Linked DNA regions of Rattus norvegicus: region 1 is linked to region 2. The links are chromatin contacts, called in public Hi-C maps. All regions are on one chromosome and are shown on one strand. The core of a region is the stretch at or near the end of the contact, and the rest is flanking DNA. Distances in the headings are between cores, read along the strand shown.

Region 1 (3,644 bases), core at 15-2,514, 34 kb after region 2:
TGGCACTTTGAGCTCAGGGCGTCATTACCATGTTCAGTGTGGCCTCTGTAGGGTGGATGCTCCCCCTGGGACTGGTGTGTCCGCCCTTTCTAGCATATTGGCAGTGGTGTGAGGGTTATTCCATCCATGCCTTTGTCCCCTCCAAGTCCTCAGCAACGAGCAGCATCTATTAAGTCCTTCCAGCTCCTGTACCGCTAACTGTCCAGCCAACCTTGACTGTAGGCCAAAGGTTATCCAATCCCCCAGAACGCATGGGTTGAATGGCCCTCCCCAGCCTGTAAAGAAACCCAGAAAAAGAATAAAAAGAGGAGCAGAGGGTTTGCTTTTGTTGCTTTTTAAGTGGTGACAAGCCAGACATCATCTAAGAGTCCAAAATAAGAGCCTTGGCTGAGTCAGTTTCAGTACCACGAACTCGAAGGAACGAGTGTGGTACAGCAATTAAAAAATAACCTTGTGAAATTGTGCTTAAAGCACCCTGTTACAAAACCAGTGGAAAGAGAGTAGAGAATTTTACTTCACTGTGTGAAACAGGAGCACCCAGGCAAGCCAGGCAAGGGAGGGTCAATGGGTGATTCGGGATGGTTGGATTAGCAGTGACTTCTTTTTCTCATTTAAACACTAACGTTTAATGATGTTATTTACACAATGATTATGTGATGAATTCTTCTCTTTTTTGGTCTTATAAGATTCCTCAGCACTTTGGGGGCGGGGTGTGAAGATGATCTGAAGGCTAGAGATTTATTGCCAATGGATTGACAGCTCTCTCTTGCTGTCCCCCTCCCCAACCTGCTTTCTCAGACCGCATGTGTGCCCTGGGTTCAAACTGGGTTGAAACCTTAGTCTTCCTCTTACCTTGCCTGTCAAACACAGATGAGAATGGTATCTGTTTCTGTCTTTGTAAGTCACCTTTAGTCACATGCAGGGAAGCTCCTGGCCCGGAGTGAGTGCTCAGTAAATATTAGTTCTCATAATTTGATTGCAAGTAAGCACTGTACTCCAAGCCACATCACCCTGGGTAAAACCAGAGGTCACTGGACTCTCCCTGGCCCAAGAGGGACCAATGCTTCTGGGTCTTTCATGATTTTTCTTTCCTATAAGTCTTCACAGGTATTTAGCAAGCCCGGGGCTCTTGCTGCCTCAGCTGGCTGGCAAGAAGGGAGGCCCCACTGGCCCCAGTGGGTGAGCTGGTATCCAGTCCAAGGATGTGGAGATTTCTGCTGCTGCAGCTGCAAGGCTGGCAGCGGAGGTGGACGCTACTGCAGATGCCACAGCTGGCTCTGCCCAGAGCTCAGAGTCACATGCCCGCTGCCCTGTGCCAACTACTCCATCCTGCGTGAGATCACAGCTTTTGACTTTCCGTGTGCACACAGCTGGCTGGGCACATTCTAGCAGGACAGAGGACAAGACCTAGCCACTCTCTCTTCTCACTGTGGCTCTTCTCAGCTCTGAAACACGCCAGCTTGTGTGCTGTGTGTAACTAACCCTTCCTTCTATCCCCAGTCGAGCCCACAGACTTCCTGCACTGCCTTCTGTTTGTCCCACGGACAAGTCCAGACCTGACCGAATGCTATGTGAGGGCAGTTTTGCTCTTGGGGGGACTCATAGAAGATGAAGTCAGACCTGTAGCCAACTTGTAGAAAATGTTTGAATGCAGGGATCAGGACCAGGAGACCACAGAGACAAGGGCAGGGTTGTTCAGAGTAGAGGGAGAGGGTTGTGCTGGGCAAGGAAGAGGGAGGCTGAGCTGCTGCTGCCTGGATGCTGAGGAAGGTGATGGAGAAAGGGAGGGGGAGGTAAGGCAGTTCCTGGAGACCTAAAGAAAGGACCCCAGCAGATGCTACCCTGCAGCTCTTTTGCCTAAATCAGCTTCCACCTCCCAGGGTATCTGCCCTGTGTGCTCTCTTACACTTAATATAAATACAAAGTGTTTAAGGTTGGAAGTGGGGGGGTTTCCTAATTGCAATGGACTCAACTCATGCCAGACACAGATGTATTTTCTCAAATGATGCTTCCTCTTCCTTCACCCAAGTGTCATAGGAAATGGGGACAGCATTCATTAATAACAGAAGGAGGGTCTGAGGAAAACTAGATGCTGTGTAAAGAGAAGAAGCTGCAAACTAAGAAGCCCTGGTGGAAATGAAGTGCTCAACCAGTCCTGCATCCATTAAAGTAATAACATCATCGAATGGCGGGTTTATCACTCCCTTGCAGCCCCTCAGCCTGGAAGCTGCGGCTCTTTTTAAAAATGAGAAAGGAGTTGCATGCTGCTCCTCCAGTGTGGAAGAGCAGGTCTCCCTGTGCCTCCTCCCAAACGCTTTCCTCCCCAGCCTTGGACTTCTCCCAGCCTCTAGGACCATCGCTAAAATTCATTTCACTCTTTAATTAGATTTCATGGAGTAAGGGATTGGGAGGGGTGCTGGGAAAGGCGTGCATATGCCCTCTTTTCCTGGAGAAGGGTAATGCTGCTGATAGGGGAGGTGGGACAATGGTTGCTATGGAGACATATTCCCAGACATACAGACACACTCATTTTAATGCCTTTTTTTTTCCAAGCAGGGGAAGGATCCAGTGCCCTATTTTTAGTGTCAGATTTCAGCAAAACAATTCACTTTCGTTTCCTCTCTCTCTCTCTCTCTCCCTCTCCCTCTCCCTCTCTCTCTCTCTCTCTCTCTCTCTCTCTCTCTCTCTCTCTCTCTGCTGGCTTTTTAAGTAGGTCACCCCTTCTGACTGTATTGAGAGCTCAGATCTGTCTTGCTTGAGTAATGCAAGGTTCCATGGAAGATTTTACTGATAGAGGGGAGGATCTCACACTTGCCTTGATGCAGCTTTCTTTCGTCTCAGTTTGACAGGCATTAGGACAGGCGGGATGAGTAGCTGTAGGTAAATTTACATTTTAAAGATGGGTGCAAGATGTCGAGGTTCTGATAATAAGGAGGGGAGGTATAAAAATTACAAATGACAAATGTGTCTGCTCTTCCATTATCAGCTTATCACTGGTGATCACAAAAGATACTCCTTGCTTGTTAATACTACACAGCCCATTGGGAGAGAAATAAGTCCTGGCTGGGAACTGTCCGATTTGAATTTTTGATCTTTGTCCCAGATCAACCGGGTATGACGGAATATGTGAATCAGAAATTGGGGGTTTTATTTCTGTCCCAATCTGAGTTGCAATTCTTGACTGTTTCCGTCTGATATTTTTTCCCCTTTGTGATCTTTGCCAAATCTCACATCCCTCTGTGATGAGAATACCCCCATTGGCTGGGATAAGCACTGGCTGTTCCCTTAGCAGAACTAGCCCAAGGCAGGCTGTGAATTGGGCAAATGTCTGTTCTCAGGAGCCCCAGGCGCACACGCACCCTCACCTCCTATTCCCACAAGGGCCAGTTTCTCTTTTCAAAATGGTGACAGTCCAGACTAATTAGGGCTCTCTTCACTGGGAGCCCCATGTATATTAACTGGAGCCTTTGGGTAGTTCTTTCCACACCGTCAGAGACTTCTGGATTCTCTTTCATAACATAGAGTAAGGAACTCCCCATGGATATAACCAAAAGGGTATCCCATGGTCCTTTAAAAAATAATAGCCTTGGGGTTGGGGATTTAGCTCAGTGGTAGAGCGCTTGCCTAGCAAGCGCAAGGCCCTG
Region 2 (3,601 bases), core at 854-3,353:
GCGGCAGTGACATCACGACTCCATTCTGGCAGCAAGACCTGAGAGATGACCATCTTGCTTATCAACACGCTCCCTTTCCACACTCAGAGTGTGTGGGAAAATGTATCAACACTGGAAGGATGCCTCAGAGGTCAGGCTGGAGCTGCACCTGGTACGGTATCAAGGGACAGAGTTTATAGATGGCACATCAACCATTCAGAGAATTGGTGGGTGAATCTGCACTGGGCAATCACACCCAAAATTCTTTTAAGTCTCATCAAGGTTGGATGCATGGGTATACCACCATGATTTTCCCTAGGCTGTGCTCCCCCACAACCCCCCTGACCCTGGGCTGTTGGATGTGGCTTGTTTATTTGTCTGATATGATGGATGGAATCCAGAACCCGGCAAAGCTACACAAATACAGAGCTGCAACCCCAGTCCCTCAAGGGCATCCTTTTTAAACTTCTACCTCACGCTACCCTCTTAACTGGTTCATACATAGACTGACCACTCTAGGGAGAGTCAGTCACATAAACCACAAAGTGAGTAGCAGATGGGAGTGGTGCCCTATGCAATCTGTGCCACCACAGGCCACGGCCCTGCTTGACCCAGACATATAAGTCAATTAAATGGTGGGGACTATCCCCAGCAATGTGCAACAAATACACAACTTACAAGGACAGGTGCCTGGCAGGGGAAATTTAAAGGGGACTAAGATCAGAAACCACAGAGAACCACTGGATGTTTTCTGCACATGGGCTGTAGCTGGAGGATTTTGTCTAGGTGAGTTCTTGGAGGGAATCATTGCCAGAAAACCCCTCAGAGGTGAAGTATCTTAGTAGCAGACAGAAAGGCTAGTTTGCAGGCAGCCAGGACTCATGGGGGCTGGGACAGTAATGTCCTAATGCCAGCAGAAGGGGAGTGGTGGAGGGAGGTCTCCACTGGGACCCCCACAGCATCAGAAGTGCAGTAATTTAGCCTCTGTGCAGCTGAGGCCTGGCTGGGATAGACAACACATACTATGTGCTCTGAGAAAGCTTGAGATTTATCTTCTGCAGGGGCTTGGAAGGGAACCAGGGCTGGGTCTGGAATCCTGCTTGTCCTAGATGACACTGGTCACAGGGATCCAAGCATATAACCACACTAGGGGATCTGCCTTCCTGAACCAAAGCAGGCATTAAATAAATACATCAAGTGACTGGTTAAGATCACCCTGTGTATCTACGTGAAGATGGTGTCTGTGTAAGGAGTGAATGGAAAATGGAGAGAGGAGGGGGAAGCTCAGGAAAGATTCCTTGGGTGGGTGAGGGGATACCGGGCCAAACCACTGAGAGGCACCAAGGATTTCCAGAGGGTAAAAGAGAAAGAGCCAGTAACAAGGGAAGTAACAGGTAGAAAAGTTGGAAAAGCTGGGCTCTCGGGTCTTTGTGTATTAATCAGAGGCTAGCCAGCTTCAGGAGACGCTGGAAGGCAACACTGAGGCTGATTTGGCTAGATGGCAGGGATGGTACAAGACTGTCACAGTAACGCTGGGCAACCCAGTGACCTTCGTGGAAGATAGTTGGATTCTCTTGCTTCCCTGGAAAAGCAACTCAGCATGGGCTAGCGAGTGAAGAACGATCCCGACCGGCCTCAGCTATGGCGGGACACAGCAAAGGCTCACATTTCCGCCCAGCCGGGCACGCGGGTTGGGGCCGCCCGCACCTTCCGGGGCCGGGAGTTCAAGGTGAGCCCGGCTCCCGGTGGCCAACAGGTAGAGAGCGCTGTGGTGGAACCGGCCACGAGCCACTCCCCCGGCACACGTGAGAACCCGGCTCGGTCAGGCCGGGCGGCTCCGGATACCCAGAGCGCGGGCCCAGGAGGATGTGCACCGGGCTCCGATCGGCCCCACACCGCTCCCTTCCCGGCCGGCGGCCCGGCGCTCGGGATCCCGGTCTCCCGGGAGCCGCCCCGGGCACCTCGGGTGCCCCAGGCTCCAAGCGGCAGCCGCGCCCCCCCGGGACCCAGCGCCCCGCCGCGCCCCACGCGCACTCACCCAGCGATAGGAGCGCCAGCAGCAGCGGCCTCGGCGCCGGGCGCCCCATGCTCGGCCGGCGGGAGCGACTCTCCGCCTCCTCCTCCTTCCCCGCCGCCGCTCCTCCTCCTCCTCCTCCAGCTCCGGCTGCTCCAGAGTCGGCTGCTCCGCCGGGCCGCGCGCCTGCTCCGCTCTCCCCGCCGGCCGAGCGAGCCCAGCGCCGGCGCGGACGTGCGCACCTGGCTCCTCGCGGCCCTCCGCCTCCTCCTCTCCCGCCCTCCGCCAGCCGCCGGGCCCCGGAGCCGGCCTCGTCGATCCCAGGGCGCAGCAGCCCGGACCGCCTTCCGAAAGCAAAAGGGAAGAGCCTTAGCGTCCGCCCGCCCGCGCCTCCCACCCGGCGCTGTGCCAGCAACAAACACAAACTTTCCCAAGCCCCTCCCCGCTCCAGGTAACGGAGGAGGCGCCGGGGCCACCGGCTTAAAGGGGAGGAGACGCCCGAGCCCACCCAGCCTTCCCCTCGGGCCCCCACCCTTCGAGAAACTTTCCTCCGACCTTTAAAAGTTGGCCTGGAAGACTTGTCTGGAAACCTCATCGTTTGGGCCCTATCCCGGGACGCCCGACATTCCTTCGCGGTGGAATCCCCACGAGTGTCTCACAGCCAGCAACCCACATGTACACCCTCTGGTCTCCAGCTAAGCATGCCACCAGCCACCTGCTTAGCCCTTGCTAAAAATAATTCCACAGATAGGATTGAAAGAGCTTCAAAGGCAGTGAATTCCCACCCCCTCATGGTCCAGAGGCCTGATGTGTGCTTGGGAGAGTTGGCCAGGGACTCTCAGCCAACCATCAGAACCAACAAGGCTCTAACCCACCACCCTGTAGTTGGGTGGGCCTGCCTCCCTCCTGGCCCACCTCCCTCCTCTCCAGGGTCCCTGTGGTACTAATTAGAACAACTTCCAACGAAGGTACCCATAAAAAAGAAAAGAAAACCCACACCATCTATTAATAGCTGTAGTGCTTCAAATGGTATGTCTGCCGCCTGAGACTATATTCATTGCTTAAAGTGGACACGACTGGGTTTCCATTAAAGACTCTTTTTTCTCCCACAATAGAGTTTTGTGCTTTGGATTTGAATACAAAAGACCTCACAGCTCTGGGGGGGAAATCAGTGTTCCTTGTTTAAAGCTTGACAAGGATGATTCAGACACTCAAAAAAGGCTCTCTGGTATCCAGTGACCCCTTCCCTTCCCCCGGCCTTCATTAATATATGTGAAACAAATTACAGATGTTCCTGGGAAAACTGCCCTCTTCGGTGCAGAACATCAAGCTTGCTCTGACTTCTGCACGCGTTTCTCATTTCTGCTAACTGACATGTGACTGACTGGCCAGGTGTGAAACCTTCCGAAAAGAGACTCTTAAAAATTTATTTCCAGTCAGGCATGACGACCTCCACTGCACTCTGTACAGAAAGGCAGGATCCGTTCAAGGTCATCCTTGGCTTCAAACAGAGATCAAGGCCAGCTTGGGCTTCATGAGACCCTGTTTCAAAAGACCAAAATAAATAAATTCCTGGCGGCTCAACAATGGACATTTACTCACGGTCAC

Evidence for each region. Hi-C and Micro-C count contacts between places; a contact is called where the count stands out from the background.
Region 1: a Hi-C map of frontal cortex shows a contact between it and region 2, with 2.0 times the contacts expected there. The contact joins the enhancer-like site here to the promoter of Ptgfrn in region 2.

Annotation. Positions count from the first base shown.
Region 1 is chr2:191,266,402-191,270,045 of GRCr8, forward strand. No RefSeq gene overlaps it. Among named protein-coding and RNA genes, the nearest start is that of Ptgfrn, 35 kb to the left of the region's middle. Within about 2 kb of position 1,265, at least 36 of the 93 cell types and tissues checked have an H3K27ac peak or open chromatin away from gene starts, as enhancers often do.
Region 2 is chr2:191,231,329-191,234,929 of GRCr8, forward strand. It overlaps Ptgfrn (prostaglandin F2 receptor inhibitor), which reads right to left and starts at 2,104. Exons shown (of 9, transcript NM_019243.2): 1 at 2,018-2,104. The coding sequence starts at 2,066.